Linked DNA regions of Gossypium hirsutum: region 2 is linked to region 1. Evidence: chromatin contacts called from public Hi-C data. All regions are on one chromosome and are shown on one strand. The core of a region is the stretch at or near the end of the contact, and the rest is flanking DNA. Distances in the headings are between cores, read along the strand shown.

Region 1 (6,337 bases), core at 1,969-4,468:
ATTATGCATATGCCATAATGAGATGATACTTTAGCCTTTCTAAAGTTTTGGGCGTATTAGTTATTATTTAGTGTGCTTATGATCTTGATTTTTGTTATTGTGCTTTGATAGATGCAGTCCGGTGGACATGGGACAACTTTTCTATGACAAGGGTCTCAATTTGGAAAGTTGTTGGCATTTTGTGCTATTCGGAAGTTAAATAAATTATATTCCCCTACGTGGTGGAAAATAATAAAAGCATTTATCAAGGGAAAGTGAGAACTTTCATACTATGATAAACATTTTCTAACAAGACTACTGCTATCGTATGAAGGTTCTGAATTTGCTAGCATTATGTTAACCCTTAGATGTGGGGCTTGGAGCACAGAATGTCTTTGTGTCTGGCTGAACTTAAAATAAGATTTTAGAGCTGCACTCTGTTTGTATATTTGTTCCTTTCCGTAAAGATGGACTTGGTCCCTTTTTTCCTATTCTTTTTACTTCAACACTTAGTATTTTTTGTTTGTATGTGTTTGGGGGGTGGGATGTGTAATAATTTTGCTTCCATCTGTACATCATATGTCAAAAGGGTTCATCGGAGTTTGTGATGGTTTTAGTGGGCCTTAAAGTGTCATTAGAGTTTTGCAGAAGCTGTTGTGCCTTGAACGATAGCTCTGTGTGTTTTTTTCTCATTTTGGTTTGTATATAGGATCACATGCTCAATAATTTCAAGGTCTTTTATTTCAGTCAGTTAGGTCTGCTTGGTAATTCTAGGGGCTTGGACTTCTCTAATTTGAATTTATCTTTCATTCACTACCACATTAACTTGATCTTCATCAAACGAGCTTGGTGTGCATTTTTTTTCCCATATAAATAATATAATTTTAATTTCTGTAGGTTTTTTAAGTTTTAACAAATTGGGAATGTAATAATTCTGCGTTTACTTTCATACTATTTTGGCAGGAGATGTTCACGGTCAATTTTCTGATCTTCTACGCTTGTTTGAGTACGGAGGATATCCGCCTACAGCAAACTATTTATTCCTAGGTGACTATGTTGATCGTGGCAAGCAGAGCATTGAAACAATTTGCCTTCTCCTAGCATACAAAATCAAATACAAAGAGAATTTTTTTCTCCTTAGAGGCAACCATGAATGTGCATCAATTAACCGTATATATGGTTTCTATGATGAGTGCAAAAGAAGGTTTAATGTTCGTGTCTGGAAGTTGTTTACAGAATGCTTTAATTGCCTCCCTGTTGCTGCTCTAATTGATGAGAAGATCCTTTGCATGCATGGTGGATTATCTCCTGACTTGAAAACATTGGATCAGATCCGTAGCATTTCTCGCCCTGTTGATGTGCCAGATCAGGGCCTTCTCTGTGATCTTCTTTGGGCTGATCCTGATAAAGATCTTGATGGCTGGGGAGAGAATGATAGGGGAGTTTCATATACATTTGGGGCTGACATAGTTTCTGAATTCCTTAAGAAACATGACCTTGATCTCATTTGCCGAGCTCACCAGGTATTGTTATCCGTATTGACCTTAACTTCGTTTTGTTTTGTTTTATTTATTTATTTTGCTAAATTTGCATGACTTGATGGTATATTAGGAACTCGTGGGAAACTTGTGAAAAATGAAGAGTTTAGGGTTCCTGGAACCTTCGTGTTACTGCCAGTATAACAATGTGGGCAGACTGACTAAATTCTAGTAATTAATGTTTGTATTCTTTATTGTCTTTTAAATTTTATGTTTTTATGCTTCGTTTAGGTTGTAGAAGATGGCTATGAGTTCTTTGCAAAGCGACAGTTGGTGACCATATTCTCTGCTCCAAACTACTGCGGGGAATTCGATAATGCAGGTGCCATGATGAGTGTGGATGATAGTTTAACATGTTCGTTTCAGATTCTTAAATCTTTAGAGAAGAAAGGAAAGGGTGGATTTGGCAACAACACATTCAGACCAGGAACCCCACCTCACAAGGTAGGAAACTATTAGTCATCATGAATTGATAAATTGAATCACCAAGGAATATATGTATAAAGGTAAGCAATTCCGTCCTATAATATTTATCGATAATCAGGTATAAAGCTTGAGTCACCAGATATATGTATAACTGCGTCCTACTGTTTCTGGTCAATGGATCAGTTATTACCAAATGGACATAGGACCCATGTAGAAATATGCCACAGAGAGAGAGAGAGGTTCAACCGTTTACTATCAAAATTTCCTTTGACATTGATTGCTGCTTTGTCAACGACTCAGCGCCTTTCTGAACAGCCCCTTCCCTGGTTTCACTTCTTTTTTACTTAGTGATGGGAGTGCAGCTTTAGTTAGATTGTCCATTTTCAGCTGTTTTTATCAGATTGTTTCGTTTTATTTTTCTGGCACTAAACCAATTTGTGCCCTTTTTTTATCTTCTTTCAGGGTGGGAAGCGCTGAGTAAGACCGTAAAGTTCAATGTTGGATGACCAATAGACCAATAGGGTCGTTCTTGTCTCTACTTAATGATGGTGTTTTGTTGAATGAAACTGTGATGGCTGGCTGGACTATTGTTGGATGCAAAAGGAAATTGGAAGGTAAAGTTGCTGGAATGACATAGGAGAAGAGCTATGGAGCTCGGTTACCAGCCGGAGCTTGGTTTTTCTTATCATATGTAAAACCGGATTCTAATTCCAGTATGTTGATTTTTAATTCTTGTAGGTAACGAAATATCATTTCGTATCGTAACTGTTTTCAGCTTCTGTTGTGGTTGGGGTAGTACCCTTCCAAGTCAAATGGAAAGAAAAAAAATTATGAACTTGGTGGCTATGGCTCTCGGCCGTTTTATGCTTTAACATTGAGATTTTGGTAACCTATGAACAAAAGCCTGAAGTAGTTTCAGGCACTTCAGCGGCTTTAAAATCAGAACCATCCATGATACAATGCGATGCGCTTTCACAAAGGCAAAATTTATGAGAGTTTGATAACATCGTAAATCTTAAATACTAATAGCTTGGATAAAATAGGGAACCAAGATTTACAATTGGCTCTTACTTTCGATGTTATGTGGGTTGTATTTGGAACTTTGTTTAAATAAATTATTAAAAATTACATAAAATAAAAATAATTAAAAAGGTCCTATTCAATTGTTGGTTTATATCGGTTTATTGGTTCAACTTTAATTGGACCGGTCCTGTCCTGGTAAAACTTAAAAAAGAAATCCTGAAAAATATATAATTAGATCAACCTTTTTCTGTTCATTTTGCTAATTAACTAAGTAGAAGATTCTCAAAACTCTGGCAAAATTATGAAGTGCTGATGAATAGAGAGAGAGTGGTAGTGGTACCAGTAAAAAGTTCATTCGAAAAGATTCATGCCCAGAACAAAGAAATAAGCAAAAATGTATATAGTGGTATCTGGGTCCAAAATATAGACACTTGCGCATCGAATTTGTAATAAAAACGCAGCCTTCAACACATTTGAAGGCAGAGCTACTACATAGGCCATGAAGTGCCGATCCATGGCGTGTATATGGTCAGGCACGCCTCCGGTCCATCGTGTCACAGCCACAGCCGCTCTCAACCACCCTCCGACTCTCTACACTGGCGGATCCGATGGCTCCATCCTCTGGTGGAACCTCTCCAATTCAGATTCCCACTCGGTAACCAACTAACTTTACTCGATTCAATTTAGGAAAACAATATAACTAAAAGATTCGGGTTCTCTTCTTCTTATTAAGAATAATTAGCTTATTATATTTGTGTTATGCAATTGAATGACCAGAGAGCTTCAATTTGATATTATATATGCATTTGCTCGGTAGTAAATCTGGGTTTTGCTAGGGTATAGTTTAGATTGTTGAATTTAGACTGATGGTCGAAATTTGTATCATATTCAGGAAATTCGACCAATTGCTATGTTGTGCGGTCATGCTGCACCAATAGCTGATCTCGCCATTTGCTGTCCCATTGTAGTATCTGGAGAACAAAGCATGGACTATTCAAGTAATGTTGCTTTCAACTCTAGCTTTGATAATGGGGGTGCCTTACTAAGTGCTTGTACTGACAGTATGTTGTGCGTCTGGAGCAGAAGTAGTGGCCACTGCAGGCGTAGAAGAAAACTGCCACCTTGGGTGGGCAGCCCATCGATTATTCGTACATTGCCTTGGAATCCAAGATATGCTTGTGTAGGCTGTTGCTTTATTGATGCTGCACATTTAACTGACCACCAGTTGATGGAATCTGCCGAAGGGGGTGAGATTTCAATGGATAAAGAATCTCAGAACAGGAAGCCTCCTAAGTGTACTGTTGTTATTGTTGATACGTATACTCTTACTATTGTACAAACCGTTTTTCATGGGAATTTGTCCATTGGGCCTTTGAAGTTTATGGATGTTGTTTCTTCAGTTGATGATGGAGAAATACATTGTTCACTCTTGGCTGACTCCTTTGGTAAGCTACAATTGTTTCCTTTGACAAAGGACTTTCATCAAGGTAGTGAGGGTGAGACTAGGTTGCAGAAATCTTCTAAGCAAGAAATAGAGGCATGGGAAGATGGCCTTGTTGAGGCTGGACAAGTAGTGTCAATTGCAACGTGTAGGACTACTGTTGCTACTGTTTTAAAAGATCGATCTATATTTAGGCTGTTGGACGGTGCCATTACAATAGGAGTGATTCTTTTCATGAACAATGTCCTTTGTGTTGAAGATGATCATGGTCAGTCACATGTTGTAGGGGCTATGTTTCTTGAAAGTAAAAATTATGGGAATGCACAAATTACTGGTGTAACCCATGAATCTGAAATTTTTTTAGTGTGGAATAATATAGGATCTGCAGTTTTGTATGCAATATCATATTTAGATAACACATTCAATTATGAGCCTCTTTGTGAAATCCCTGCCATGTCATTTCCCCTGGGTGCAAGGTTGTCGTTTTCTTTTGTCCACTTGAGCCAAATACTTCTTCGGGTTGAATCAGTTTGCTTCACTATTGAAGACTCATTTCAATGGAAACCACGTGTTACAATCTGGTCACTTCAGCAGAGATGTGATCGTGGCAAACTCTTTGATGAATGCAAAATGCTTGGACAAGGCATTTCGTTTCTTGGCTGGACTCCGACTGCTGGTTTAGATCATAAAAGCGAATCTTTGGGTGGATTCAATACCAAATTAACATCTATTCAGAGCTCTGTTTCCGTCTCAGAAACTGTCGATAGCATACATGTAGATGATAGTTGTTATTCTGTCCCAAAGGGACAAATTGTATCTTCTTCCATGGTTATTTCTGAAAATCTTTATGCTCCTTCTGCGATTGTATATGGCTTCTCTAGTGGTCAAATCCAAGTTGTGTGGTTCAATTTGTTTAGGGGGCTTGATTCTCCAGCTGGAAGTCCACGCCTTGAGGTAGACTCTCATATATCCAAACAAAACTTTGCTGGGCATACGGGTGCTATACTATGTCTGGCAGCACATCGGATGATGGGTGCTGCAAAAGGATGGAGTTTTAGTCAGGTTTTAGTTTCTGGAAGCATGGATTGCACTATTCGTGTATGGGATCTTGATTCTGGTAATCTTGTTACAGTCATGCACCAACATGTTGGTCCTGTGCGCCAAATCATTCTACCCCCTGCTCGAACTGAACGCCCTTGGAGTGATTGCTTTCTCTCTGTCGGAGAGGACTCTTGTGTTGCTCTTACTTCACTTGAGACATTAAGGGTGGAGAGAATGTTTCCTGGACATCCTGACTATCCTGCAAAACTTGTTTGGGATGGTGCAAGAGGTTATATTGCATGTCTCTGCCGGCACCATTCCAGAGTTTCTGATGCCATTGATGTTCTATACATATGGGATGTGAAGACCGGCTCCAGAGAAAGGGTCCTTCGTGGGACTGCTTCACATTCGATGTTTGATCATTTCTGCAAAGAAATTAGCGTGACTTCCATTTCAGGTTCATCACTGAGTGGAAATACCTCAGTTTCATCATTACTTCTTCCAATACATGAGGATGGGAACTTATCTCAGCACAGGTTAAATAATTCAGAAAGTGGGGTTTCTTTGTCAAAAATGACTGGGTCTAGTACTTTGCTAGCAAATAATAGTAAACTGAATTCTGGAAAGGCACCATTTGATTCTCGAACTAGAAAGCAACCCATTAAATGCTTTTGCCCATATCCTGGAATTGCTACCCTGAGTTTTGATCTTGCAGCATTGATTGATCCTTGTCAGAAGCGCAAGCGTATATCAAAGAATGGTGATGGGCGAGAGAATAGCTATATAAAGGAACATTTGAGTGAGACATTTAGTCCCCGTCATTTAAATTCGGATGATGGCTTTAACACTGATCAGAGTTCGACAGATGCCATAGAAGAGCATGACTGGA
Region 2 (6,337 bases), core at 1,983-4,482, 410 kb before region 1:
AAAATCAACGAGTTTTAACAGCCACCTTAGATGTACACGGGTCCGTGATGTGTCGACCATGAGATAGCCTCCAATTATTTGAAGAATGTATGATCGAGCATATCGGATTCTTTCAATCTCGGTTGAATTTTTATTCAGACCGGGGAAGGTGGCACGTAACCAGCCCATCTCCACCTTACCTCCATCCATTTTATCCGGAACGGCGCCCAAAAGCTCGTAGCACACCGCCTCCCAATTGCTAGATTGGGCAGACCCGATCACTGGGTGCCCATCCACCGGCAATCCCAAATGCAGATGGACATCTTCTAGAGTGATAGTGTACTCTCCACATGGAAGATGAAATGTGTGCGTCTCAGGTCTCCACCTCTCGATCAACGCACTGATCAGTTTCGGCTCCAACTTGCATCCCCGGCCTACCGTCGCCACGTGCCAAAATCCCGCTTCCCGCAGGTAGTTCTCTACTAACGGTGATGGAGCATGCATATTCCGAATATTGCATTCCAATACCCGATCTTCAGCCTTTTATAACAAAAAATATATTAATAAATATCTAAAAATACATAAATAAAAATATCTTTAAAAAAATTTAAAATTTAAATTTAATACTTACCATGTTCATTTGCTCCACCGATATGTGATTCCTATCAAGACGAATCAATGATCCGACCATTGTTGAAAATATTAAAAATTTTAAAATTATTTAAAAAAAATAAAAAATTTTAAAATTTTCTTAAAAAATGAAATTTAATGGAAAAAGAAATTTAATATGGATTTAGAGATTTTTTGAAGGAAATTGAGAGGATTTTGGAAGGAATTTGAGAGTTTGAGAGAATTTTGGAAGGAAATTGATGGAAATTTTGAAGGGAATTGAGAGAAATTTTGAAAGGAATTGAGAGAATTTTTGAAAGAAATTGATATTGAATTTGTTTGTGAAAATAAAAGGGGTGGGGGGTTTATATAGTAAAAAAAATTTGACCGTTTGGGGGGGGCAACGGTCAATTTTTTGACCGTTGGGCACTGTTCACGCGCGCGTCCACATCGCGTCCACGTCAGCAGGTCGCTCTGACATGGACGCGACCTTCTGCCCCGTCCCCTGACATCGCTCCGACGTGGCGCGATTTTGGGGGAAACGGCCCAATCCGGTAAATAATTAAAAAACCGGCCTATTTCAGTAATTTTATAAAAAACTTAGCTTTTTTTGGTAAATCTCTCTTATATGACATGTCAGCAAATAATTTTAAAATTATTTAAAAAAAAATAAAAAAAACCCTAGTCTCTTCTCCTCAACTCTCTATTTCTTTCCTACATTTCAAGTTTCCTACCACATTTAAAAAAAAAAAAAACTCACCATATTTCTTCTTCAATCAAAGGTTAAAAAAAATCCCACAAAATATTTTGAAAATAAAAACCCATAATGGGAAAAACAAAGATATGAAGAATATTCAAAAGGCTACTGAAGAAAGAATCATGGAGGTGGAAGTACGTTTTAGGGCCGACTTTCAAATGGAAGAGACTAAACATTCATCACTTTTCTTTCATTGACGATTTGCTTTTCAAAATCATTTCCATTTTCGAAGCGATTTTCTTGGTTTCTACTCTCTATTTCTTCTATCTTTGTTGTATATGTATCTATCCCTGGGTTCTTTTTCGGGCATTTTCTTTTGGGTTCAAATCTGGGAAAATAAAGATCCAATATGGGTTCTTTTTATAATGATTTAATATCAATGGCTAATACAATAAGAAGGAAGAAAAAAAATTTCATGGAATAAGATAGGGTTTTTTATTCTTTTGCTCTTTCTTTGTGTTTTAGATTGTTGGGTTTGAGTTTGAATTTTTGAGATGAGGATGGGTATGATATGGGTTAGTAAAGGAAATGAGAATTAAGTTTAATTTATTTGCAGATTTTGGGGGTTTTCATTCGCTATGGGGTTTAGTGGATCCAAATTTTCTTTATTGGATAAGTAATTACTTTTGTAAACAACAATAAAGGTTAATGAACCCAGAACTTATCTCTTGGCCATGACTTCCTTTATACCAAACCAAAAATAATAAAGGTTTATGCTTGTCTTGTAAGGTCTTTTAAATTTTGAATTTGGTGTAAGAATTTTAAGAACAGGTTTCGAATTTTAAGAACAGATTTCTTTAATACAGTAAACAATGGAGAAGAAGAAACAGAGGTGATGATGATGGTTTTAAAATAATTTTAATAATTTTAAAAACAAGTTTCAAAAACCCAGAAAATGATTAAGGAGGCTTTTGAAGGGGAACGGGGATGATGATGAGGAACAATGAAGATGATGATGATGATTTTAAAATCATTTTAATAATTTTTAAAAATAATTTTAAAATCATTTGTTGATATAAGACAAAATAGTGCAACTTTTAATTATATTTGAACCACCACATCAATGATAAATGTTGAACATTAGTCAACTAGCGGCCACGTCAGTATGTCCGTTAAAAATAGACTAATTTGACAAAAAAAAAAAAGCATTAGGGGCCAAAGTGATCCAAAAAAAATAAAAGGCAAAAGTGACCAAACAACCAAATATTATGAGCTATTTTTTGTATTATGCCTTTATTTTAATATACAAAATTTATTATCTCCATCAATTATATATTTATACTTGTATACTTACTATTATTTAAGCTCTTAATTGAGTTGGGATCATAAGTCAACTAGGCACCAACCCATTTAGGAAATTATGGGAATATCTTGTAATTAAAATAAGTTACATAACTTGAAGATATTTTAGTCTTTTCATTTTAACAAAAATCAATAAAAATATGCATATTGTGAGATTTAAATCCACACTAATCAAATTAGTAAAACATTAAATTTACTACACAATCAAAGCTTTATTTTAATATGTTTTATACATTTTTTGTAATATGTATAAATTATTATCTACATCAGTTATATATCTATACTTCTATAGTATTATTTAAGCTCTTATTAGAAAAATTATGAAAATATCTTTCAATAATTAAATAATTTATATTATTTGAGGGTATTTTAATCTTTTTATTTTAATAAAAACTAATAAAAATATACATATAATTAAATTTAAATCCACATAAAAACCTTAAATTTACCACTCTTGTTTTTATTATGATTAATTAATTAAATTATTTATTGTGTTATAATTAAGTTGTAGATTCATCACCCTTGATTTTCACTTGTATTATATTTATATATTAGCACAAATTTTAATTAAGCTTATAAAAGAAGATTAAACTTCCTTCCTTCTTGCCTGCGAGAAAAGGTTACCCCCTTCTATGTTCAGTCTGCTGCACTTCCCATTACCCCTAAACCCTCCCACTTTCTCTCACTCCTTTTTTTCACTTTACTTTTTCTATTTCAAAAATCCCATTCAAATTTTATCTTCTTTTTCTCTATACTGGCTCTCCCAACTATGGAAGCTTTTAGCTTGCTTAAGTATTGGCGAGGCGGCGGCAGCGACGGTACCAATGCTTGTGTTAACACACGTTCCTCCGCCAGTTCTGGTTGCACAACGACCACGATTGTCACGGCGGCCACTACTCATCTGGCAGTGGATACTGACGACGACGACGATGGACCTTTCTTTGACTTAGAATTTTCAGTTCCTGATGAGGATGAATCTGAGGACAACGAAGAAGATAATGTTGAAGATGATGAAAGTGAGGTTGATACCAAACCTGACGGTGGTTGCTCCGATGGTGAAAGTGAAACCGAGTTCGACTTTGCAGTACCCGTTGAGTCGAACTCTTCTTTGGAGTCAAAGCCTCAACAATGCACTGTCTCATTGTTGAAATCAGCTGCTAAGGTTCGTGTTTTTTTGTTGAAGTTGAAGAAGACGAAGCTTAACTCAAATGAAAAAACAGAGCCGCCAAAAAAGCAAGTAGGAAACGACAGTACTAACAAGAAGTACAACAAGAACAGGTTTTTTACAGTGAAGTTCAAGGTTGAAGAGGTTCCTATAATGTCTCTGTTCTCCAAAGACAACGGTAAGTCTCAAAAACAGCAAAGCTCCGACGGTTCTGTTTCCGATGAAAAGAGATTCTCCAAAGATGTAATGCAACGATACTTAAAGAAAGTCAAGCCACTTTATGTTAAGGTTTCGAGAAGGTACGGTGAGAAATTAAAGTTTTCAGGGCAGTTAAACCCACCGTCTACGGTGGCTAAAGAACCAGTTGGAGAGAATGAGGTGCACTTGAAGAGCAGCAAGCGTGTGAATGTTCCAGCGGGACTTAGAGTGGTTTGTAAGCATTTGGGAAGTAATAGATCAGCTTCCTCCGCCGTAGCGGCTGCTCCTCCTCCGTCGTCGGTGGTTTCGTCCAAGAGGAGAGATGATTCTCAGTTGCAGCAAGAGGACGGCGTTCAAAGCGCCATCTTGCATTGCAAAAGATCTTTCAATCGTTCTCCAGGTACTTCATTTAAAAGCTCATTACTTGTTACTTCAAAAAAAAAAAATCAGCCTTTTTTGTTTTACCATCTCTGTTACTGAACCATTATTTTTGTTTATTGTAGATTCTTCCATGTCGTCAAGCTCTAATGAAAAATCGGAGTAATTTGAAGCATGAAATGGTGGAAAAAATTCCCGTGTGTGTAAAGTAAAGGCAAGCTAGTTTAGGTTCTTTTGCAATTCTCTCACTATTTTGTAGCTGAAGGGTTCCTGTTTCTGGGAAAGTGAGAAGAATCAGATCCTTTGTATCCATCTTTGAAAAGGAAAAAAAAGGATGTTATGCAAATGCAGGCTCCATTATTATCACCAAATTTAATTTCGGATAATGTTGTAATTCATGGTCAAAAAAATAGAAAAGTGGGGAACCAAAGCAGGGAAAAAGGAACAGACAGCAAGCAAATTCCCACAATTGTAAATGTTAATTATGACGACCATGCAATTTATAATGTCAATCTTGGTTTATGAAATTATTCTTATAAATAATACAATTACTGTAGCCCAAGGAGTGTGCCCTGATGACTTATAACGCCATACCTACGACTTATGTGAAATGGGCCTATGTACTAAAAATTTATTCCCCATGTTTGCTCAATTCTATATCAACTGACTTAGTTTATTTTAGTCTTTCTATAAATTTTCTTTTTTAATTGATACATTATATTTTATTAAATATTATTGGTAATTTAAATAAAATATATTATAATCCGACTCAATTCATAAAAAATCCAATCAGCTTAAAGAAAATTCATGTATTTTTTTAACTATTACGTGGTTGAAAGAGTTCAAAAATATATTAGTTTTTTTTTACGGTTAGTTTTTCATGAGTTTGAACTATGGGTAAATTAATTGAGTATGATATATTTTATTTAAATTATCAATAATTTTAGTAGAGGAATTAAAATAAACTTTAACTCCTGGTAGACTTTGATTGAACCGCAAGTGGACGAAATAATCAACTTGCTTTTTGTATTTAAATTTGATACCTCATTCTTCAACGTGGTATTCCCAATTGGTGTGCGTGGAATCAGTTTACCTCAAGCTGCAACGATATTTCGTCAACTAGTTTACCTCAAGCCGTTACGAAAAATGACGGGGCACCAAATGACGAACACATGGCATTATTATCATTTTAAAATTTCTCTCAATTTCCATTTTATTCTTCATATAACATTAAAAAACATTTGTTTCCGTTGTATTTTCCATTGTCGCCCAACCTTCCCTCCATCCCCACCTTCCTCATCAGTATTGTTTCATTTCCCCCCTTTCGTTTTTCTTTCCTTTTGTTTCTCCTAAAGCTTTAGAGGCTAGAATTCTCCTTGGTGATCCATGGTGCTGCTTTTGGTGGTTCGTTCCTTACCTTTTCTTGTTGGCAGAATCGAAGCGGCGGTAACGGCGAATGCCATCTTTGATTTCTTGTTGGGCATGTCAGCGGTGGTTGAATTTCTCGGCGTTGTTCTAGCAGGAGAATCAAATCTCGGTCGGCGGTTGGTGGCCGGGCTCGATAGTGTTAGAATAAGGTTTCGGAGATGGTGGCAAGAAAATTGGGAATGAGATGGGCAATTTCAGCGCCATCACTTTTAGCTTTCAGTGAAGAAAGCAAAAGCTGGAACTAAGCACCAAGAAGAAAAAAACTTTTTATCAATGTCCTTTGGTTGTGCTTTAGTTATATTATTTTTATTTTAGGGAAAAATAAAATAAGTCGGCCTGGGTCTGTTTATAATAGTTTGATTATGGTATGTGGTTTGTAATTAAGGAGTTCTGGTGATGATTAACGAACAACTTAGTGGATGAAGCTTTGATTGCTTGAGCATGGAGATTTTGCTTAGGTGTTCTTCCCTACTACACAAAAGGTCATATCTTTTGCAAGTATTTCCTTTGTCGCCGGAAAA

Evidence for each region. Hi-C and Micro-C count contacts between places; a contact is called where the count stands out from the background.
Region 2: a Hi-C map of leaf shows a contact between it and region 1, with 2.8 times the contacts expected there. The contact joins the promoter of LOC107949497 here to the promoter of LOC107949501 in region 1. A contact is called at or near these places in 2 of 34 Hi-C or Micro-C datasets (leaf and seedling).

Annotation. Positions count from the first base shown.
Region 1 is chrD03:31,765,465-31,771,801 of Gossypium_hirsutum_v2.1, reverse strand. LOC107949501 reads left to right here and starts at 3,218. Exons shown (of 9, transcript XM_016884162.2): 1 at 3,218-3,621; 2 at 3,859-6,337. The coding sequence starts at 3,466. LOC107949500 (serine/threonine-protein phosphatase PP1) reads left to right here. Exons shown (of 4, transcript XM_016884161.2): 2 at 943-1,502; 3 at 1,749-1,961; 4 at 2,406-2,778. The coding sequence ends at 2,420.
Region 2 is chrD03:32,174,645-32,180,981 of Gossypium_hirsutum_v2.1, reverse strand. LOC107949497 (probable membrane-associated kinase regulator 2) reads left to right here and starts at 3,232. Exons shown (of 2, transcript XM_016884157.2): 1 at 3,232-4,410; 2 at 4,514-4,944. The coding sequence starts at 3,417. The coding sequence ends at 4,554.